Linked DNA regions of Mus musculus: all the other regions are linked to region 2. The links are chromatin contacts, called in public promoter capture Hi-C maps. All regions are on one chromosome and are shown on one strand. Each heading gives the region's core, a stretch centred on a gene start, on an enhancer-like site or on the middle of the called end of the contact. The rest is flanking DNA. Distances are from core to core; before and after follow the strand shown. Region 1 holds the start of Src (Rous sarcoma oncogene). Region 2 holds the start of Samhd1 (SAM domain and HD domain, 1). Region 3 holds the start of Myl9 (myosin, light polypeptide 9, regulatory). Region 4 holds the start of Tgif2 (TGFB-induced factor homeobox 2).

The links. Promoter capture Hi-C pulls out the DNA fragments that hold promoters and counts their contacts. Capture Hi-C pulls out chosen DNA fragments and counts their contacts.
Region 1: a contact with region 2 is called in a promoter capture Hi-C map of adipose tissue. The contact joins the promoter of Src here to the promoter of Samhd1 in region 2. A contact is called at or near these places in 1 of 39 promoter capture datasets (the 3T3-L1 cell line), 1 of 484 Hi-C or Micro-C datasets (embryonic fibroblasts), 2 of 115 datasets of contacts at active chromatin or transcription factors (memory CD8 T cells and pancreatic cancer cells) and 2 of 9 other capture datasets (adipose tissue and liver).
Region 3: a promoter capture Hi-C map of pre-B cells shows a contact between it and region 2, with 3 times the contacts expected there. The contact joins the promoter of Myl9 here to the promoter of Samhd1 in region 2. A contact is called at or near these places in 8 of 39 promoter capture datasets (the C10 cell line, HPC-7-derived erythroid cells, embryonic stem cells and 5 more) and 3 of 115 datasets of contacts at active chromatin or transcription factors (differentiating embryonic stem cells, embryonic basal ganglia and microglia).
Region 4: a contact with region 2 is called in a promoter capture Hi-C map of adipose tissue. The contact joins the promoter of Tgif2 here to the promoter of Samhd1 in region 2. A contact is called at or near these places in 5 of 39 promoter capture datasets (the C10 cell line, embryonic stem cells, frontonasal cranial neural crest and 2 more), 2 of 484 Hi-C or Micro-C datasets (both in embryonic stem cells), 9 of 115 datasets of contacts at active chromatin or transcription factors (effector CD8 T cells, embryonic basal ganglia, embryonic stem cells and 5 more) and 2 of 9 other capture datasets (adipose tissue and liver).

Annotation. Positions count from the first base shown.
Region 1 is chr2:157,422,158-157,427,530 of GRCm38.p6, forward strand. It overlaps Src (Rous sarcoma oncogene), which reads left to right and starts at 2,136. Exons shown (of 15, transcript NM_009271.3): 1 at 2,136-2,257.
Region 2 is chr2:157,133,368-157,138,591 of GRCm38.p6, forward strand. It overlaps Samhd1 (SAM domain and HD domain, 1), which reads right to left and starts at 1,729. Exons shown (of 16, transcript NM_018851.4): 1 at 1,512-1,729. The coding sequence starts at 1,722.
Region 3 is chr2:156,771,345-156,777,207 of GRCm38.p6, forward strand. It overlaps Myl9 (myosin, light polypeptide 9, regulatory), which reads left to right and starts at 4,120. Exons shown (of 4, transcript NM_172118.1): 1 at 4,120-4,162.
Region 4 is chr2:156,836,804-156,842,496 of GRCm38.p6, forward strand. Tgif2 (TGFB-induced factor homeobox 2) reads left to right here and starts at 3,204. Exons shown (of 3, transcript NM_173396.3): 1 at 3,204-3,435. LOC115486128 reads right to left here and starts at 4,445. Exons shown (of 5, transcript XM_030252280.1): 1 at 4,379-4,445; 2 at 2,913-4,196; 3 at 1,615-1,733; 4 at 1,020-1,110. The coding sequence starts at 4,445. The coding sequence ends at 1,732. Gm14230 (a long non-coding RNA gene) reads right to left here and starts at 1,286. Exons shown (of 2, transcript XR_003953756.1): 1 at 1,243-1,286.

The sequences.
Region 1 (5,373 bases), core at 886-3,385, 290 kb after region 2:
ACTTGGGGTTGTGTCTCTATCAGGGGTGTGTCTAGAAACGTGTCCTGGAGGATATGGCCCTTACCCAGGATCACGAAGGCCTGGGAGGGTGGAGGCTGGTGGTAGGGGTGGGCATTCCTGGTAGGGGTTACAGTCGGAAGCCCGGAGGGATGGTTAACAACAAAGAGTACTCAGAAAGTTCAGTAATGAAACCCTTGTGCTGGGTGGTTCTTCTGAGAACCTCTGATGTAAGGCTGCCCTCAAGGAGGGCACGTGTGAGGGAGGCTGTGTCTGCAGCAGAGCCAACAGCACTCTTCCACGTAAGACTGTGAGGACTTATCAGTGCAAACCTACCTCGTCTCTCTCATGGAAGCCTTACCCACTGGGCAGGCTGCTGGCATACTGCGGCTCAGGGGGAAATAGCATACGTTAGGTCATGCATATATTTGCACAACGGTGGAGCTCCGGGTTCAACCTTAGCCTGTCAGTCTAAAGTTTATGCTTTGAAGCTCTCTGTCTTCTCAGCTCTAGAACCACCCAGACCTTTCCTGTTGAATTTCTGGGGACAGATGTAGTGATACATTTGGCAAATAGTTAACCAACTCTCTGGAAGGAAAAACTAATGGGTTCATTGTCACATTTCTCCCCATTTCCAAGTAGAACGTACTTCCTCTGAGGCTGACACCAGGTGACCAGTCTGACATCACCAAGTATGGCACAGGGAAGGACACTGCTCAGTAAGTGCTTGCAAGCCGTTTGAGAGCCAGCCCCAGTGCCTCACAGGAAGAGTATCCACCCTCCCCTCCCCTCCCTCAGCCCAGAGTGGCCAGTAAAGGCCATTAGACAAATCTTAGGCATGGAGGAGGGCGGAGAAACCTGCTCCTCCAGCCAGAGCCTGCCCAGGGGAGCCCTGGGAAACTGCCGTTAATCTTTAAGCAAGCCCTGCGAACAGGAGTGGCTGGCTAGTTTGCCCGCTGTTCATGAGAAACCCTGAGCAGTCCCCGTGGCCACAGTGGGCTACCCTGGCCCCACTTGCTCTTGTCAGTGAGGCCCTCAGATCTTCAGCCTGGCCCACTCCTTCTTCACAACAGAGGGGGCTGGAACAGGAAGCTAGTGGACAGAACACACCCTGAGGCACCTGGCCTAGATGTGACCTCAGATCAGTCTGACTCAAAGCTTTGCCCTTTCCTGGTCTCCTGGGAGACATAGCTGTACCCTGGGGCTGGAGCCTCTCACAATCTAGGATGATGGGGGACTTGCCCTTTGGGAGGGATCTTTGCCAGAAGCCCAGGCCTGTGCCACATGAACCTCAGTTTCCCTGTCTGTGAGATGGAAGCACTTTCAAGGAAGGAACATGGAGATGGTTGATAGATGGTCAGGCCCATCTTTCCAGAGTGAACGGGAGGAGTCAAGGATGCTCCTGGACCCCCAACGGGCAGCGCTAGAACCTGGTGGTCTTTGAGACCAGCCTGAAGCCACATCTCATCCCGCTTGCCCCATTTTTCTTCTCTACTTCCTGTCCGGTTGGTTCTGTCATCCTCAGTGGCTGGCAACAAGCACACTGCCCAGCAGATGCACACGGTCTCCTTATGCATTGAAAGTGAATTTAGGCTTGGCCTAATTGAGCTGGGCCCCGCAAGTTCCTGCCCTCCATTGGCAGAGGCTGGAGGCTCCGCAAGTTCAAGGCCAGCCTTGGCCACATAGTGAGCCACTGTTTTGCCTTTTGATACATTTTAACAATACTGCCTCTCCCCCTCACTATTTCCCTGTCCCTTCGGTTCCAGTCTCTGAGGATTAGAGACACTCAGGGTCAAGGCTGGTGTGGCCAGTGCCTCAGTTTCCGGACAGTGCTAGCCACCGGTGCGTAGCTCAGGTAGCTAGGGTTGAACGCTAACGTGGTCCCGGGAGGCCGAGCCCGGCGCGTGGCGTGGGGTTGGGGGGGCGCCCCCGCGGGCGGAGCTGCGGGGGGTGGGGGGCTGGGTGCGGGAGGCGCGGGCCCGGCTCGCACAGCAGGTCTCCCGGGTCGCCGGCGGGGCCCGGGTCCGCGCTTCCTCCTTTCTCCGGCTCGCGGCGGCCGCGGCCCCTCCTCCCGCGCGCTCCCTCCCCCTCGCCGCCGCCGCCGCCACCGCCGCCGCCTCCTCCCTTTCTCTCGGTCTGTCTCTCCGGGCCCGGAATCCAACCGGCCGCCCCGCCGGAGCGGCCAGGCCGCTGCCCGCCAGCGCCGCGCGCCCCGCTGGGGTCCGCCCGGGCGCGTCCGGAGCTCACGGTCGCCGTGCAGGTGAGCGCCCCCGCCCCGCCGGCCCCGCGCCCTGCTGCGGGCTCCCGCCCTGCCCACTCTACGCCGCGGCCCGCGAGCTGCCCGCCGCGGCCTTTTGTTGGGATGCGCGGGGGAGGACGAGCGGGGTGCGGGGGGCACCGGAACGCGGGGACCCTCGGCCGCAGAGTCCCCTGGCTCGGTTAGGCCACATTTGAAAACCCGGCCGATCGGCGCCGCCCGCGATCGCGGCTGCTGGGCCTGGCGCCCCCGGCCCGGAGTGGGCGGTGGGGGTGGGGTGGGCGTTGGGGAAGGGGCACCTGGAGGGCCACACTACCTCCTTAGGTCTCACTGGGGCCTTGGGTAGGGCCTAGTGCTGCTGGTCTGGAAGAAACAGGGCCACCCTGTCCTCGCCCCCCATCCCCCCCAACCCCCAGCCTCGCCCCTGCGCAGGCCCAGCGACCGATGGACTCAGAAGTTGGCAAAAGTTTTGGGGTTTCACTACCGCCACCAGGTCCGCTTGCCCACCCAGGCAGGTACTGGAGGTGAGTTTGTGCCCCCTACTACGACCCACCACCACTTGTGCCTTAGTTAGCTCTCTGAGCCAAGGCCCTCCTCAGTGGTAGGTGGGCTGGTTGAAGGGTGGGGTGAACAGAGGGGACTCACTCTGGGTATCCATCCCATAAACCTTTGAGGCATTCCGATTAGAAAGGTGGACAGAGGTGTGTGAGGCTTCTGGGACCCTGAGGTCTTCCCGGCTTTACAGACTGCCCAGTGAAGGCAAGTGGTGTTGGGGTCATCTGGGTATAGGTCAGATTTAGTTACCAAGGTGGACACGGGGGCGGGGGCAGGGGCGGGGGCAGGGGACTCTTCCAACCTTATGGAGTCCAGGTGTCTAGGTTTCTTGTTTTCCTGAGTGACCTGAGCCAGGGACCGCCCCTTGGACTATTCACATCAGTGACTATTCCCTGCACTTCCGCAGCCCAGGACTTGGCATATATGGGGGGGCGTGCTCAATAAATGAGTCCCATCCTGGAGCTCGCTCGCACAGGATGGTTGAGGTACCTGTGGCACAGCTGCCTGCAGAAGCGGGTAACTCCGTGCTACAAAGGGTTCCCTTTGGCCTCAGTCCTCTCAGGGAGGATCGATCAGTTGGCTTGTGAGGTAGCTCGGTGGTAGAGCACAGGCTCAGCTTGTTCAAGGCCCTGGTGCTAGCTGCAGAACCACAGGAAAGAAAATGGAGCAGTTATAACCAGAGCTGCTGATATCCAGTGAACGCCTCCCGGGGTTAGCCTGGTCTGCAGCTGCAGAGGAGGATATAGCCTTCCTGAGGAGCTGTCTGGCTGCCCTTTAACCCACCGTGACGGTGAAGGGTGTGTAGTTTTAGATCAGGCACAAGGCATTGTTGGAAGTTTCCCTCCATATCTCTCGCACCTGGCAGAGACATAAGGCCCTACTGGAGATGAGGTGTGTCTGGGTGAGGTAACCTTTCCACAAGGGAAGTGATTTACAGTGTGTCACCTCTCAGCTGACCTCCTGTCTACATCATGGGGCACACACTAATGAGTGCTAGGAGTGCCATGCTCCCTGCTCCGTCCCCTCCCCCTAGTCTCTTGTTCATCCTTGTTCATCCCAGCCTTAGGGCAACCCTAATCTCTCCCACCCCACCTTCCTCTATCTCCTGTGTCCTTTTCCCGAACCCCCTCTCCCCCACCAGCCTCCAGCACATAGGCTGGCTCCTGTTTGGGGCTTCTTCCCTGATTGTCATCTGAGGGTGGGGGTGAGGATAGGGTGTGTCTCGCTCCCCTAGCCCCCCAGGAATCTCGGAAGGACATGGTTAAATGATCTTTGTTCTTGCTGTCCATCTGCTGACTTTGATCGCGCATTGAGCATATACTATGCACCAGGGCCTGGGAACTTTGTTGAGCAGCTTTGTGGTAGGAGGAGCAGACAGCTTCCTGGAGGAGGGGCTTAAGCTGAGTGAAGCAGTGGCGGGCCAGCCAAGAATGCAGCTGGGTCAGTGCTCTTCCTTTCTATTCAGAAGGTCATCTGCCTGGGGACTTGCTGGGAAACTGTGAGCAGGTCTTTGACTCCTAGAAACTGGAGTGTGGGGGATAGGCCATGCATCAAGCAAGTGGCCAGATAAATGAATATATACTCGTGGCTGTGATAAAGGCAGAGGACTCTTGAAGGAGGAATTTAGGGGGCGTCTGGGCATGAAGCTAGGGGAAGGTGTGCCAGGCAGAGAGAGGTGTGTATGTGCAAAGGCCCTGAGGTGAGGGGAGGTGTATAATTGTTGTGGGGAACCAAAGGGAGAGCTATGAGATAGGATGATCCAATGGGGCCGCTATCAATAGGACTGCTCCCTATGAGGGCCCACTGGAGCCTGGAGGAGGATCTTGGCCTCCAGTTTTTACATAGGGAGCAGGTGGGTATCCTCTCTATGAACCAGATTAAGCTGGAGGGCAAGGTACACAGCTAATGGAATAGATGTGCAGTCTGGACTTGCATATTCTGTGGGAGCCCTGATCAGGTCTCAGAAGGAGGAGGAGGAAGAGGAGAAGGAAGAAGAAGAGGAAGAAGCTAGGTTTAGTAGGAGTTCAACCCAGAAAGCCAGAGGCACTGAGAGCCCAAGGATCAGGAAGTGCAGTGCAGGGTCGGGGTGAGGGTGAGGGAGAAACTTGGGAGGGAGCTGGAGAGCAGGAAACTGGAGATCATGCTTGGGCATCTGATAGACCTGAGTTCAAGTTCTGACTGCTGGCTATCCTATGTGCTGTGTGTCTTTGGGTCCTTCATTGTCTCTTTCTGAGATTTGGTTTCTTCATCCCTGAACGGCCAAGCATCTCTCCCTTTCCAGAGAAGGCTCTGTGCCCGGCATTAGTTAGTTAATGTACAGAAAGTGGGACCTGTTTGCTGTATGTGGCATCGGGAAGTCTGTTAGTGTCTCTGGGCTCAGCCTTGCCATCTGTGCGGCTTTGGCTGGCATGGGTCTAACCGTCCCAGCTTGAGCAGGGCTTGCTAGAAGAGGATGCTTGCAGCAAAGGACAGGGGTGTGCTGGGTCACTGTGAGCCCTGGCATCTCTGTGCCACAAAGCTGGGCTGGGGAGTGTGCACAGGAGATGGTCTGGCTTTCTGGATAT
Region 2 (5,224 bases), core at 479-2,978:
TGCCCTCTTACAGCTTCGACAGACACTGTGACAGACACTGTACTCATCATACACATACCCCCTACCAACACCCCCATAAAAACATAACTAAAAATAAAAACAGAGCCAGAAGAGATGGTTCCATGGTTAAGAGCACTCACTGCTCTTGCAGAAGGCTCAGCTTCAGTTCTCAGCACCCCTGTGGCAGCAACTCCATCATGGAGTCACTCCAGTCTGGCCTCAAGGACCCCAGCACTATATATATATATATATATATATATATATAACTATATATATATAACTATATATATAACTATATATATATAGTTAAAATGAAATCTTGCCAGGTGTGGTGGCCTACACTTTTAATCCCAGTACTCAGGAGTCAGAGGCAGGTGGATCTCTGAGTTCGAGGCTAGGCTGGTCTATAGAGACTACATAAGACAGGCCCTGTCTTACCCCACCCCCACCCCCAAAGTTACTCTTCTGTAGAGGGAGAGAAAAAGAGAAACGTGAGTTCCTATTTTTAAGCTTTCTTTCTTTTTTTTTTTTCCCCCAGAGCTGAGGACCGCACCCAGGGCCTTGCGCTTGCTAAGCACTCTACCACTGAGCTAAATCCGCAACCCCTTTTAAAGCTTTCTTAAAGTCAGTCCTTCAGTTAGGCACAAGGGGCTCCACCCCACAAGAAGTAAAGTTCACTGAATTTGAAAATCATAACCACGGAGGGGCCACTTTCCAAGCGAACACCTCCGGGGATCGATCATGCAAGGGGTTAAGCTTCACAGCCACCAACCAAGAAAAAAAAAAAAAAAAAAAAAAAAAAAAGTTGAGCAGATTCAAAGTGTTGACGGGAGCAAGACCAAGAACCAGAAGCATCCCTTAAAATTCTTAAAATTCTTGAGTGGCCAAGTTGTGGAATGTTGGGGTTTCAGTGAATAACTTGCTCTTATGTTGGAAGAGAAATTCCCTTAGTAGCACTCTGCAAATACAATGAGCACATACTGAACCCTACTAGGCTATTATGATAGTCAGTGAGAATCCAGAGATTAAGCACCTTCCCTCCCCTTTAAGGAAAACCCCAAATTCCGGGACCAGCTTCAGAGTTAAACTTAAAAGCGCTCAAAATCTCTCATGGGGCCAAGTGTTCCGGGAGCTGCGGTTAGCACAAAAGGGTCTCCCAAGCCAGGTGAGCCTGAAAGACCGCAAGCCACAGCCGGAGGTCTGGGGTAAAATCTTCTAAGAAGGGCGGGGATCGCTCCTGGCAGAAGTGACAAGTTCCCGAAAAGACCCTTCTACCAAACCTCCCTGGGCCTCTACTAGGTTCGCCGCCCAGAGTGAACCGATGGGCTTGCACTTCACCTGTGCCCACCTCGGGTAGCCCGTGTGTTCGCATCCCGACAGGGCGCCTCCTTCTCCAGCGGCGGGTTCCCGCCAGCCGCTTCCCCCAGAGACCTCCCCCTTAGGATGCCTCCCATGTGGACTCTCCCTGCTCGGCCCCACGGTGGCCATCCTTCGTCCCTCAGGCCCGCTACCTCTGAAGATGTCCAGCACTTTCTTCTCTCGGAAACCACGATTCTCTAAGAAGGAGCACACGTCCTCCGGTTCCCAGGTTCGGAGGTCGGTGTTTTGGAAGTCGTCGTCTGCAGACAGATTAGCTGTTGCAGGAGGAGTGCTCGGTGGCGTCCTTGGGCTGCCATCGCAGCGGGGTCGCTTAGCTGGCTGCTCCAAGGGTGCGCTCTGCATGGCTACCTCCGACACCCGGGGCTGCGAAGTTAAGTACCGCGGCACCGGCTCGCGCGCAGCCGCACTGACACCACACCCCAAAAGTGAGTCCATTCAGTTTTGCCAGCCTCCAGGCCTACTGCGCAGGCGCCCCGGACATCAGCCCTGGGAGCGTGGCCTCCCCGGGGCGCTCGCGCCCGGCCCATTGCGCAAGCGCAATGCCTACGCGATCGCCCTCAACTCCGCCCTTGTGTTTCTCCGAAAGGGTGGTGTTATTAGAAAAGCAAAACTGAGTTGTGGTTAAGAGTGGAGACTTTAGTGAGGACAAGGCCAAAGAGGGCATCTGGGGCTAAGGAAGGTTCACCACGCTCCAGATTAAAAAGGTCTTCTGGTGAACTGCAGGTATCTTCCTGAAACAAATACGTTTTGCCAGGTTTCAAACACCCCAAGCTGTAAACTTGTTAAAATAAAATTAAAAACAAAAAACAAAAAAACCCTATAAGGCAACAAAGCTGCCACTCCTATCCCAGAGCAGAAAACAAGGGACTGGCCCAACTGGAAAACCCTGAAGTGATTGCCAGCTGGTTGTCGGACTGTCCTGTTAGATTCCACATTCACAGTTAGTTGGCAGCAGACCGCCCTATTATTTCCAAATAGACAGTATTTTTACTAATTACTAGTCAGTGTCCAAATAGCAGGCTTTCTTTTTTTTTTTTTTTTTTTTTTTTTTTTTTGGCGTTAAGCCATTTTGGGACAGACCCCAAACTTCCCCATAAATCTTTATCCACCCATTACTAGTACAACGACCACTAATTTACGACACCTCTTCAGAAACCAAGACACATACACATCTAGGTATTTTAACGTCAGGCAGTACAAATGAGATGTTTAGTGGTGAGCCCGACAGCTGTAAGTGATGCTTAGGCATAAAATACAAGCTTGAGAGCCGGGTGTGGTGGCGCACGCCTTTAATCCCAGCATTTGGGAGGCAGAGGCAGGCTGATTTCTGAGTTTGAGGCTAGCCTGGTCTACAAAGTGAGTTCCAGGACAGCCAGGGCTACACAGTGAATCCCTGTCTCGAAAAAACAAAACCAAAAACAAAACAAGCTCGAGGCCCGATGTTCATTACCCAGCAACAAACAAACAACAGACAAACTAGAAATCGGATGAACCAAAATATTCTTAGCAAACAGTGCTGATGTGATCAGGGCCCTGTTCTAAAGGCTTTACAAACATTCATTTAACGAATTTCAGATGTAGGAAAGTGAAGTATAAAAGCTGGGAGAGAGGGCTGGAGAGATGGCTCAGTGGTTAAGAGCACTGACAGTCCTTCCAAAGGTCATGAGTTCAATTCCCAGCAACCATATGGTGGCTCACAATCATCTGTAATTGGATCCTATGCCCTCTTGTGTTGTGTCAAGGACAGTATGGTCATATACATAAAATAAATAAATAAATCTTAAAAAAAAAAAAAGCTGGGAGCTAAGAAACAACAGAGACTGGGCTTCCTGCAAAAGACCATGCTCTTACTAAATCTGCCTTAGTCAGTACTCTCTAAAGGAACAGAAATGTTAGAGTAAATATTTATGTGTGTGTTTAAAAGGGATTTATACAGGATTTAGTTCATGTAGTCCAACAATGGCTGTGAGACTCTGGAAAAGGCCAAGAATGTGGTAACTGTTGGGTCCAGGAGGCTGGTTGTCTGTCATAATAGTCCCAGCCTGGCACTGGAGTCCTGGAGGAGTCCTGGAGAGCTGCTGGCCCCCTGTCTACACTAGAATCCCAAAGGAGTTGGCTTTTGTCCAAAAGGAAAGCCACAGGACTGGCATAGATGAATGTGCTAGTGAGAGCGAGGGCAAGCAGGCAAAGAAGCTCTTAACTGTCTCTCATATCTTTTCATCTGGGCTGCCAGCAGAAGAACCAGAAGATTTAGGACGGGTCTTCTGGTCTCAAATAATCTAACAATCTAATAATTCCCGGAGCAGTCAAGTTGTCTAGCCAAGATTGGTCATCACCCTAGCGGCCCCTCCCTTTGCTACTTATTTATTTATTGAAACAGGCTCACTGCGTAGCCTCACTGGGCTTTGAGTACAGGAACTTCTTCAGGCTCCAAACTGCTGAAATTACACGTCTTATCCACCACACTATTGCATATTGTGATGGTTTGTATATCCTTGGACCAGAGAGTGGCACCATCTGAAGGTGTGGCCTTGTTGGAATAGGTGTGACCTGGTTGGAATGGATGTGTCACTGTGGGTGTGAGTATAAGATCCTCACCCTAGTTGCCTGGAAGACAGTCTTCCACTAGCAGCCTTTGGATGAAGACATAGAACTCTCAGCTCCTCCTGTGCCATGCCTGCCTAGATACTGCCATGCTCTCACCTTGATGATAATGGACTGAACCTCTGAACCTGTAAGCCAGCCCCAATTAAATGCTGTTTTTTATAAGACTTGCCTTGGTCATGGTGTCTGTTCACAGCAGTAAAACCCTAACTAAGACACATATATTGGTTGTTTTTAACTTTTGTTTTGTTTTTTGAGACAGGCTCTCATTATGTAGCTCTAGCTGTCCTGGAACTATGTAGACCAGACTGGCCTTGAACTCCCAGAGATCTTTCTGTCTCTGCCTAGGACCTGTTGCATGGATCCACTGTATATTTTTTAAATGAAAACTTGTGTGTGTGAATACATGTGCCATGGTGCAGATCAGAAGACAACTTGGAGTTGTTGGCCCAAGTGATCAGGTTTAGCTCCTCAAACTTGGCAACTGTGAGTTCTATCACTAGTTTTTGTTATTTACATAGCATATGGTTTCTTTCTTTTTAAAGATTTATTTAGTTAGTTTATATGAGTACATTGTCACTGTCTTCAGACACACCAGAAGAGGTCGCCAGATCCCATTACAGATGGTTGTGAGCCATCATGTGGTTGCTGAGAATTGAACTCATGACCTCTGGAAGAACAGTAAGTGCTCTTAACCTCTGAGACATCTCTCCAGCCCGGCATAGGGTTTCTTCTATTCCAGGCTAGTCTCAAATTCACCGCTTGGCTAAGGACGGCATTGAACTTGTAATTGTTCTACTTCCTCTTCTGTGGTTTGGGGTTACAGTGTGTGCCCCGTACCGATTTCTATGGTGTAGGAGATCACACCTTAGTCTCATGCAAGGTGGGCAGCCAGTCTGCCAACTAGTTTACATTTCTAGCCCCCACCCCTCGCTTTTCTTTTATATTGGGGTTTTATCTTAAAATCATGTTCTCTTAGTTAACCCAACATTTCCAATTACAGTCCCTACAGATTCAAAGCAGGGAGTATAGGGAAAGGCTGCATTTGGACAGGAAGTCAGGCCAGGAAAACATGTTCCACCCTGTCAACAGGGTACTTGGTGAAAACATCCATCAGTTGTCAATACTTAGAAACTGAAACAAGAAACTAAAAGAGGTGTATCTTCAATCTGCCAAGGCTGATCTGACTCGTGCTTAGACGATTTATGGGAAAGTCTTTCTCCATAGCACTAGGCAATGA
Region 3 (5,863 bases), core at 2,870-5,369, 360 kb before region 2:
TATCCAGAGCATCGTTCCCCCGCCCCACCCCACCGCTGCTCTCCTCCCAGCCCCTCCCCCTCCTCTCCTCTCCCTCATGTCCATGCCTGTTTGTTTTCTAAGGAGAAACAGAAAGGGAAGGGACCCACATGGGAGGGAAGAGGAGGAGGAGGAGGAATTGGGGCGGGTAGAGGGAGGAGAAACCATACTCAGGATATATTATTATACAAGGGCAAAAAGTCCATTTTCAGTAAAAGGAAAAACTATTTAATTAAAAAACTTACACTATGACCCAGCAATTCCACTTCCGGGCATGTACTCAAACTAACTGAAAGTGGGACTTGAGATTATTTGAGCAGCCATGTTTTAAGTAGCATTATTGCCAGGCATAGTGGTCCATGCCTGTCACTTAAGTACTCAGAAAGCTTGTAAGTTCAAAGCCAGCTCCAGCTACATAGGAGACCCTGTATCTAAAGCAAAGCAACTAGCCAGGTGTGGTGAAGCATGTCTCGCCCAGCACTCGAGAGGCAGAGGCAGGCAGATCTCTGTAAGTTTGAGGCCAGCTGTGGACTACATAGTTGAAGCCCTCTCTCAAAAACAAACAAATAAGCAAATAAATCAACAAAAAGCAGCATTGGGAGATGAAGTTCGGTTGGCACAGCACCTGCCTAGCATGCCCAAGGCTCTGGGTTCAGTCCCAAACACATCATGAAACCAGGACTGGTGGCACGTGCCTGTCGTCCTAGCACTCAAACACAGAGGTAGTATGGTTAGAAATTAGAGAGTATCCTCAGCCTCATATCAAAGTCAAGTCCACCTTTAGCTGCCTGAGACCTTGCAATCCCACAGGGCACGCACAGGACAGCTCACAACCATCTGGAACTCCAGTCCTGGTGGATTCACTAGCCTCTCTGGCACCAGGCAGTCCATACACAGACATGCAGATGAAATACCCATGCACGTAAAATAAATTTAAACAAAATTTAAAGGCAGCATCTTTCATTCATTTCCTTTTCCTTTTGCAATGCGAGGCCTCATGCACGCTAAGTAGGTAGGCGCTTTATCACTGAGCTATGCCCCCAGCTTGAGCACAGTAACCAAAACAGGAAGACTACCTAAACGTCCATCCAGAGGTGGGTAAGCAAATATGGCATATTCAGCCTTAAAGGGTAAGGAAATGGACATACGGGTATTCCATGGGACAGCCCTTGTCTTTTTGTCAGACAGGACCTCATTCTGGAGGCCTTGCTAGCCTAGAGGTCACTATGTAGACCAGGCTGGCCTTGAATTCCTCCCTCTACCTCCCAAGTGCTGGGATTAGAAAACATATGCCATCATATTCAGCTCAACACTTGCTTTAAGGACCTTTGTAGGTCCCTGGGACCAATTCCAAGTCTGTCTGTCTGTCTGTCTGTCTGTCTGTCTATCTATCTGTAAAAGAAGTTAAAGATGCAGCTCACTGGGTAAGAGTGTTTGCCTAGCAAGTAGGAGGCCATAGGTTGATTCTTAGCACTTGGGATGCAGAAGTGCAAGATCAAAAGTCCAAGGGCATCCTCAGGGCACAGTGTCTGAGATTAGCCTGTGTTACATGAGACCATCTCAAAAAATATATGTATATATGTGTATATGTGTGTATCATTATAATATGCATTACACACACATATACACACACGCAAAAGTAAATAAACTTAAAACAAAAAACTTGGAAAGTTATACAACTGGTGAGACGAGTCAGTGGGTAATGGGGTTTATGCCAAAGGCCTGGTGACAAGTTCTATCAGCAGAGCTCTTATAAAGATAGAGAGGACCAGTGTCTTTGAGTTTCCATTTCTGTAAAAAGACACTATGACCAGCAACTGTTAAAAAGGATAACATTTATTTTTTTGTTTTGTTTTTTTGTTTTTCAAGATAGGGTTTCTCTGTGTAGCCCCGGCTGTCCTGGAACTCACTTTGTAGACCAGGCTGGCCTCGAACTCAGAAATCCACCTGCAAAAATAAAAATAAAAATAAAAATAAAGAAAGAAAAAAAAAGAAATTTACCTGCCTCTGCCTCCCGAGTGCTGGGATTAAAGGCGTGTGCCACTACTGCTCTGCTAAAGGATAACATTTCATTGGCCCTGGCTTACTGGTTCTGAGGTTCAGTCCTTTATCATCATGACAGGAAGCAGCCATGGTGCTGGAAGAATTGAGAGTTCTACAACTTCATCCAAAGGCAGACAGAAGACTGGCTTCCAGGCAGCTAGGATGAGGGTCTCAAAACCCACCCCCACAGTGACACACTTCCTCTAACAAGGCCACACCTACTCCAACAAGACCACACCTCCTAATAGTGCTACTCCCTGAGCAAGCATATTCAATCCACCACAACCAGCTCCATGACAACATCTTCCAGCTCCATGGCAACATTCTCCAGCTCCATGACATCACCCTCCAGCTACATGACATCATCTTCAAGCTCCATAGAATGATGCCCATGGCACCTGCACCTCACCCATCACACACAACCTGGACCAGAACAAATTTCCATACAGGATATTACTGAGACATCTGGCACAATTGGAATATAGGTCATAAATTAAAAGCCTAAATCAATGTTAAATCTTATGATTTTGATAATATACTATCAATATGTAAAAGAGTCCTCCTTTTAGGATATACTAAAATCTTATTCACTATCAAGTGTTGGGCAATGTGCATATTCCCACAGGGAAGAGTGAGGAGCCAAAGGTCAACTGGAGACTCTCAAGGAAGTCAGTTTTCTATACGAGTCTTAGAACCTTAGTATGCTTGAAATTATCTCAAAAGAAAGTTTCCAAAAATGAATAAATCCAAGACAAAATGGATCTCTCCCAAATCTGCTCCGCCTACGCCCACGCTGCCCAACTAAGAAAATGGCAGCACTCTCTCCAGCTGCCCCACTGAAATCCTGAGCTGGGGCGTGAGAGAGGCTCCTTGGTAATGGCACTTGCTGTTCGTATGTGGCCAGGCAGGCCTGCAACAGTCCACTGACTTCCACACCAACTCTCATCACGAATAAATAGAATTTTTAAAAGAATTGAATTCTTGGAGCCAACTTTCTTCTCATTCCAGTCTGGTCCGTTTTCAAGTCCTATTGGCTGAAGCACTGAAGTGTTTCCAGAACCCCTCCCCTTGTCGCCCAGTTTCCCACTGCCCCATAAGCCCAACCAGCATCTCCCCCACTTACTGTCTGCTCTCCTGTCCTTGAGCGTGCCATACGCTCTCTAAATCTCCTGCACTGACATCCATTACTTTTCCTTTGTGACTTCTGACCTCTACGCTAAGCTAAACTACTCCCCAAATTCTAGTTCCGGAAGTGTTTCAACTGTTACCTCTAATGTTGCCAGGACAGATAAAAACTGTTACCTTCTATTTATTTAGACAACCTTGCTCCATAGCTCAGACTGACCTGGAACCTACACTATACTCGATGTTGGCAATCCTGCTGCCTCAGCTTCTCAAATGCCGAGATTACTGGCATGAACCACCGCATCTGGCTCCATCTCCTCTCAATCTGGCTCCATTTCCCAGCATCACCCTTAACTCCTTTTCAGCCGAGCTCAGAACTGTCCCGGGATGTAGGCGGTTTCAGGCTCCCAGGGCTCCCTAGGCAGATGGATCAGTTGCCTGCCCCATTGCGGAGCCAGGCAGCTATTTACAAAGTAACTGAATGCCAGAAAGCCCTAGGGAAAGAGTGATGGCCGCTGTTGTGAGGATTGAGTCTCCCTGAAAAAAAAGGACCATACTTGGCCGGGTGAAAGCCAGCCTTCCACCAGACACAGCAGGGGCCTCTGGGACAAGAGGGGGTCGGAGAGCTGGGAAACGCTGAAGGCTCCGCCCTTCTTGCCAGTCTTGACACCTCAATCTGCTTCCATGCCCCAGCCTGGGCCGACCCAGAGAAAGGCTGCGTCGAGGGGGGCTATTCCAGGGGCACCCCAGCTTCTCAGCCTGCAAGCAGAGGCCTAATAAGGCCGGGCTGGCTGCCTCAGCCCCGCCCCCACCCCACCCCCGCGCATTCTTCTGCCTTGTAAGGCCGGGCGGCCTGCGGACCCTCCAGCCCCGGCTCCGCCCCCAGAGCTCCGAGCATCGAGCATCGGTCGGAGCTGCTGCCAGCCAACTCTCGAAGCACCGCAACAGCGCCGAGGACTTTTCTTCTCTGCAGCAGGTGGGAGCCCACTCAGCACCCGGGCAGCTACAGTAGGTGGTCAGGCTGAACCTCACCCGGCCTTCTGAGGGCTGTGGCATGCTTAGTGGTGTGGGCTGGGGCTACTGCCTTGCTTGGGTCCTAAAGGGGACCCTGGCCTGGGACTGAGCAACTGGTGGTTCTGCGCCCCGGAAAACTGGTCTTTGGGCAAGGAAACAAGGATCCAGAGTGTCCTTTTGCTAAAGAGCCTAACACACCAAGCCTGGAAACTCCAGGCTACCTGCCTGTAGAGATGCCAGTGAGGGGGTTGAGGGCATCCCTGACCCAAGAAACTGTGTGTGGCAGAGGAAATTGAGCCCTACGGAAGCACAGCGCTCACACCCAGTTTTGCAAACCCTACCCCAGGAGGGATGGTAACCACCTCATGCCTTCCTTATCTCCAGTGCTGTGTGCACTAGAGAACGGTGGGATGAGGGGGTCTTGGCTTCTTCACAACCCTCCAGCCGCCCTGGTTGCTTGATGAGCCGGTTGGAAAGCAGGGTATCTGGCACAGCCAGCTATGGAGACTAGTAATGAGGAGGGAGGGATGGTCTAGCCATGACCGCGCCAAGTTCCAGCTGTCTGATCCTTGGTGTCTAGGACCCCAGAGAGGGGAGCATATGGCTTCAGAGTTAAGGACACAGCTTATTCCTAATTTAAGTCACTCAACCAAGTCTAGAAAGTGCCTGGCCCTTCAAGAGCCAAACCTGCCACCCACTGGCCCCAGCCTAGCGTGGTGTCCTGGCTCCCAACCCTCTCACAGGTATTCACTTCCCTTTGTGTGTGTGTGTGTGGGGGGGATGCCTCTCAGGGATGTAGAGAGGGCAGGGATACACTAGGGGAGCCTAGCTGGGCCTGCCCTAGAGGTCTGCAGACAGGATGGGCTAAGAAAGCTGATGGCCAAACCGGGCAGTGATGGTGCACGCCTTTAATCCCAGCACTTGGGAGGCAGAGGCAGGTGGATTTCTGAGTTCGAGGCTAGCCTGGTCTACAGAGTGAGTTCCAGGACAACCAGGGCTACACAGAGAAACCCTGACTCAAAAAACCAAAACAGAGCCGGGTATGGTGGCGCACGCCTTTAATCCCAGCACTCAGGAGGCAGAGGCAGGTGGATTTCTGAGTTCGAGGCCAGCCTGGTCTACAAAGTGAGCTCCAGGACAGCCAGGGCTATACAGAGAAACCCTGTCTCGAAAAAACAAGAAAAACAAAACAAAACAGACAGACAGACAGACAGACAGGAAAGAAAGAAAGAAAGAAAGAAAGAAAGAAAGAAAGGAAGGAAGGAAGGAAGGAAGGAAGGAAGGAAGGAAGGAAGAAAGAAAAGAAAGAAAGAAAGAAAGAAAGAAAGAAAGAAAGAAAGAAAGAAAGAAAGAAAGGAAAAGGAAGAAAGCTAGCTGATGGCCATCTCAGCCTGGGCCACAGGAGATGGGGGACAGCTTCCAGGGACAACATTTCTGCCCCCGGTTCTTACCAATTCCCACCCAGCACTACACAAAGGAACCCCAAAGCCTGGTGCATGCTGTGGGGCTCACTGGGTTTTATACAGCTAGAGTCTCAAGACTGCAGGTAGATGTGGCCCTGGGACTTGCTGGAGCTGACCATGACCCCAGCCCAGAGGGTATTAGAGGCAGGGATAGAGGAGGAAGGACATAGGCCCTGGGCCAAGGTCTACAGAGCACAGGG
Region 4 (5,693 bases), core at 1,954-4,453, 300 kb before region 2:
GAGACAGAGCCTGCCTACCATGAGCTTCTCTGACCTGCAGTTCTTTGCCTTAGAGCAGAGTATAGAGGAAGATGAACCAGGAGCCACTCTCCTGCCTCACTCTAGACCCTCCCCTGAGGTCAGGACCCGGAGCTCATTATCAGGAAGGCTCTCTCCTTCCAGGGATGGATGCAGTCTCTCTACTTATTTGTGTTTGGTTGTATTGAGACAGGGTCTCCTGCTCTACAGCAGCGGTTCTCAGTCCCTAGGGTCGTGACCTCTTTGGGGGCAGTGTCACATGGTGTGGATCAGATATTTACATTATGAGTCATAACAGTAGCAAATTTCGTTATGAAGTAGCAACAAAAATAATATTATGGTTGGGGGTCACCACAACATGAGGAACTGTATTAAAGGGTCACAGCATTAGGAAAGTTGAGAACCACGGCTCTAGAGCTAAGGCTGACCTTGAACTCACAATTCTCCTGCCTTACCTCTGGAGTGCTGGGTTTACTGACAAGCTTTGACACACAGGCCTGAGGGAGCTTTTGAGAAAACCTCCAAGTCACTGGGTTCCTTTTTTCCGTTTTATGGAAGATCTGAGCATTGAAGCTTTCTCTTTTGAGACAAGGTCTCACAGTGTACCTATAGCTCGCAGTGTACCTATAGCTCGCAGTGTACCTATAGCTCGCAGTGTACCTATAGCTGGCCTGGAACTCACTGTGTAAACCAGGACGGCCTTGAGCTCACAAAGATCGACTTGCCTCCATCTCCAAGTGCTGAGATTAAAAGCTTGAGCCACCTCGCTCAGCAGTTTCTTACTGTATGGGGGAACGGGGGAAAGGTTTCTTGCCACAACAGTAGTGTGTATCCATAGTGCTGGATTTCAAGTTCACGTTTGCTAGAGAAGATTGACTCTACCAAAACTAGATGAGAGCCAGGTGTGGCAGGAAAAACAGCCTCAGGAAGCTGAAGTACAAGAAGGATTCCAGACCCCCCACATCTCAATAAATAAATAAATATAAATAATAATAACTTACCATCAGGCATGGGGATTCACGTGTGCAGTGTGCAGTGCTATTTGGGAACCTGAAGCAAGAATATCCTTGAGCACCGGAGTCTGAGGCCAGCCTGAGAAACAGAGAGACTTGTTACAAACCAAACCAAACCCCAGTTGGAAAAAGCTTGTCAGGATTATCAATACGTCTGGCCAAAGTCCCTTCTAGGCCGAATATTATAGCTGAAAATAAACTCATGTCAGACCTCTCTGACTTGGAACACAGATTTACGGGATCGTATGGTTCCATGATTATCAGTTACCATCCAGATCCCAGGAAGGGCACCTAGACGTTTGGCTTTTCCAGAACAGCGGTATGAAGAATACTCTCATGCAAGCTTTAACTTCATGCACAGCTGCTCCAGGATCATGAACCCAGGAGTGGGAATGCCTGGGGTGAAGATGCACAGAGCTTAAACTACATTTACAGAGCAGTCAGACCTGGCAACTGTCGAGTTCATGGTATATTTAGGCTAGGGAAGTTGTTTATGTGAAATCCTGACACAGAGCCAGCCTGACACAGAGCCCCCCTCACCCCAACCCTGGATCCTGCCAAGCGGGTCAGGGAGACTCCAGACCTGTCACCCAGCATTCAGTCCGCTCTGCTGCTGGCCATGGGGAGGAACGCGTCACTCATGTGAGCAGGCCTGGGGTCACTGGTGGAATCCGTGGGCTTGTGACTGCCCACCAGAGGCTCCTGTCACAAAGAAAAGACACCTGCTGCACACGCCTGGATCGTATGAGATCCAGGGCACATCTCCAGATTCACTGGGCTATCCCTCTATTTTCCCTCCATGTCACACCTATATGACAGTCCCTGCTTTTTGCCAAGACCTAATTGGTTTTTACTTTTCTTACCTAAGATTTCCCATCTCCTTCATTCTTTCAAAGGTCTGTGGCTGGAATATGACTTGGCTAAGAAATTGCTTGTGACCAACTCTCTGAGACTTGGTGTCACCATCAGTAAAAAAGAGGGTTCTGGGCAATGTTTTTGATTTTGGATGGCCATCTTGGTTTCAAGGATTTCCAGGCAAGTCCGGCTTCTATGAAACCCACCTTAAGATGCTTTTAATCGGCATCCTGACTGGCTTAGGGCCTTCTGGTAGGAAAACTTAACTTTGGTTGCCAAAGTTTTTGTGACTACAGTACAACGAAAAACAAAAGCTTGAGTCTGCTGCAGCAATGACAGCTGTTGTCTCTGTCACTTAGCTGCAGCAGGTGCGCCACTCTTAAGTCTGACCCAAGACCCAAACTCAACAGTAAAATGATTAGAAGATAACAGCATTAAAAAAAATAACAATCAGGGAAGACTGTTCGGATGCTGTTGGTTCTGGCACGTGGGTCTCAGGTTTCTGGGCCTATATGATCACAAACCCAGAAAAGGCCTGTTAGCTGGAGTTAGGCTATGCCACACTTATGCAGATAGCAAGAGACAGACAAACAGTCAGGGAACTTGGACGCAAGGAAAACTTGAGGTAAAATGACCCTAGCCTGGACCGCTGGAAGCGCCTAGCCTCACCCTCTCCAACTGGGGTTAGCCACCAAGGGAAAGGCTCGGCTCTATCATCAGACCCACCTGGCCAAAGGACACTGGCACACGTGGTAAGGCAGGGACCAGCGAGTAAATGCGGCCACCTCCAAATTGCGACACGGTGCCTGCCTCACTCACGCTCCTGGGGTGCAGCCTGTACTCACCCCTGGCCGACCATCTGCGCTAGGCTTGGGGTTTTATCCCAAGTGGTCTTCGCCGCGCCGTTTGCCTTATGAGCGGACAAAACAACTGGTCCTTTAGCACCTGGGAGTTACTCTGAGCCGACTGAGCCTCAGTTTCCCCATCCCCACAAGGGCAAGCTCCCAGAGGAGGAGGCGAACTTACAAAGGTACGGGGACTGGCACCCTTTGTGCCTGGTAGTGCCCCCACCCCCATGGAGGAGCACACAGTAGGCGCTCCGGAAACACTCTCTGAAAGGAGGAGCGGGCCACTTCCTGCCCTGGAGCTGACTCCGGGAGCCCTGGTCCCACCGCTCCGCCCCGGGCCCCGGCCATGCGGCATTCCTAAGGTGGGTGGGCGCAGGAAGGAGGTGCCGCGGGCCCGCCCCCTCCGACGCGTGGGCGGGGCGAAGCCCCCTGGCTCTGCGGGCCCGCCCCCGAGGGTGGGCGTAGCTGGCCACGCTCTGCACAAAGTTTGTTTCTGCCTCGGGGCGGTGGGGGAGGGTGCGGCAGGCGGGATGGGAGGAGAGGGGATCTGACGTCAGGTCGCGAGGTGCTTTCCAGCCGCGAGCTGTCAGGCGGGTGTCAGACCCGGCAGGTACGCGGCGCGTTCCCCCGGTGCCCCCCGCCCCGGCCGGGTGGTCCCACACCCCACCGAGGCCGCGTGGGCCGGAAAGCCGCCAGGGAAGGTGAGTGCGGGGCGCCGAGGGGCTGGAGACGCGGGAGGAGGCGCGCGGACAACTTGGAAAGTTTCTTGGGGCGACGGGGCGGGGGAGGGGGCGTCGTCCCGGCGCGTGCGACAGTGGGTGTGTGAGCCCCGGGGGTGTGTGTGAGTCGGGACCGCGGAACGCTGGCGCGGAATGCCGGGGTTGGCGGGGGGGGCGCTGTTCGGGGTCCTTGAGGGAGGGCTCGGCTCCCAAAGCTCCCAAAGCTCCTCTGGGAGAGGGCAGCCGGTGCCCTGCAGCGGGGTGAGCGCGCGGGGAGCGGGTTTGTTTGGTTTCAAAAGTGCACGTTGCTAACCGCCGGCAGCCCCCCCCCCTCCCGCACGGCGACAGAGCGGGACCGGGGGCCGCCGAGTGACAGCTGGAGGTGGGGGCCGCGGGCGGGGCTCCGACGGAGAGGGCTTGGGAGCCCGCGCGAGTTCCCCTTTCCTTTGGAACAAAGGAAAGTCTGTCTCCGAGGCATCTGTCACTCCCAGGCGGGCCAAGGCTGTGGGGCGCGTGGGGCTGGCGACGCGGAGAAAGTTTGTGCGCGCCGGGACCCCGGGACCAGGCGAAGGGCAGCCGAGCGTCTTGCGGGGGCTGTGCGCGTCCCCGATGTAGGGGGGGCGGCCAACATGGAGTCCAGGCGCAGAGTTGGGGGGGGGGGGCGGCGCGGAGGTTGGAGCCCAGCCCCCTCTTTTCCCCTCCCCCTCCGGGCCGAGTTCGGAGCACAAAGCCGAGCGCGCACGCTCCGGCGGCCCCGCGCCCCAAGAGTCACCCTGCGCGGAGTACCAGGGAACGGGCTGGGAACTAAACTTTTTCCTGTCCCAAAATGGACACGTGAGTTTTTTTTTTTTCCTTGCAAAGTCGTCCCCCCCCCCCAACCCCCAAGCGCCGGGTGGCGGACCGACAGGGGAGCTGTTGCTCGCACCGTGACTCTGGTGGGGGACAGTTGAGTGAGGGTGCCTTGAGCGCCGGCGGATTCGTCGGCGCCCCATGAGCCATGTGCTCCGTTGCGTCTGGGCCGCGGGGGAGGCTGCGCGCTTTGTGTGAACTGCTGGGAACTCCAGCCTCAGTGTGCGGCCCGGGGGATTGTATCTGGAGCTGGGCGAGTTGTCAGAAAGTTCCTGTGGGAGTGGCTGCAGATGGTGTTGTGGGAGTGTGTAGGAGATTGATGGGGTGCAGTGTCCAAGGGGTGCCTCCAATAACCCAGTTGTATAAAAAACTGATGGATGGCCGGTGTGGTGACGTGCGTGCTCCTGGGTCGGAGAGATCGTGGGTGGGCAGGTCACTTGGAGTTCGTGGGTGGGCGGGTGCAGGAGTTGGGCTAGTTTCGATAGTCTAGTCGTTGGTCCTAGGTATAGTGTGTAAATTTAGCTATGTGTGTTTGTAAAACTCTGGGAACTTGCGGGATGTGAGCAGTGGGTCGGGTCGGTTATTTAAACAGCGCTCAACTTGCAGGAGGGAAATTGAGGTATCGCTGGTGTGCGTGTGTGTCTAACCTGCAGACAACCCTAGGGTGCAGGACCCAGAGGTGGGGAAAGTTCATGCGGAGGGGTGCTCTTCTGGAAGGGAAACTATGAAGACTGGGTTCTGGCAGGCAGCCAGAGTGGAATAAGTGAAGATAACCTTGAGTAAACTTGTCACCCGCCGCCAGCGCTGCCTCCCTGAGCTGGTCTCGCAGCTGTCCTGGTGGCCGACTACATGTCTGCCCTCAGAATGCATCCTCCTTGAGCTCCTCTGAGTAAACACTGCCTCCGAGCAGTGCCCGGTTCACCTCCAGGTGGCCTGGCTGAAGGTAGACCCTTCCCTCGAAAGTCTGGCTTAGCCAGCCCAGAGATCTGGGCTCAGGCCCAAGTCGAGGAAACAAAACCTGGGAGATGGCAGAGTTTTTTGGCTGGGCCTGCTGAGGAGCTGTTAAAAGGCAGAGAAGGGAGGAGCATGCAGATCCTGGACCAGCCTTGGCCTAGAACTTGTGCTATTAAAATGTAAATTTCTTTTGCTTTTGTGAACGGGAACTTTGTCTGCTGGAGGGGCAGCTGATAGGAGTTATCTAGGCAGAAACCTTCCTTCACGGAGCAGGGGAGGAGGAGGGCTTCAGACTCTGAAAGGACACTTTACTGGGATCACACAGCCCAGTGGAAGTTAAAGCAGGGACCAGAGCCACACTTCATTGGTCAGGATTCTGAGATTAAGTCTGGACCAGGTCAGAGGCCGGACCAAGGAAGAAGGTCTAAAAACCAACG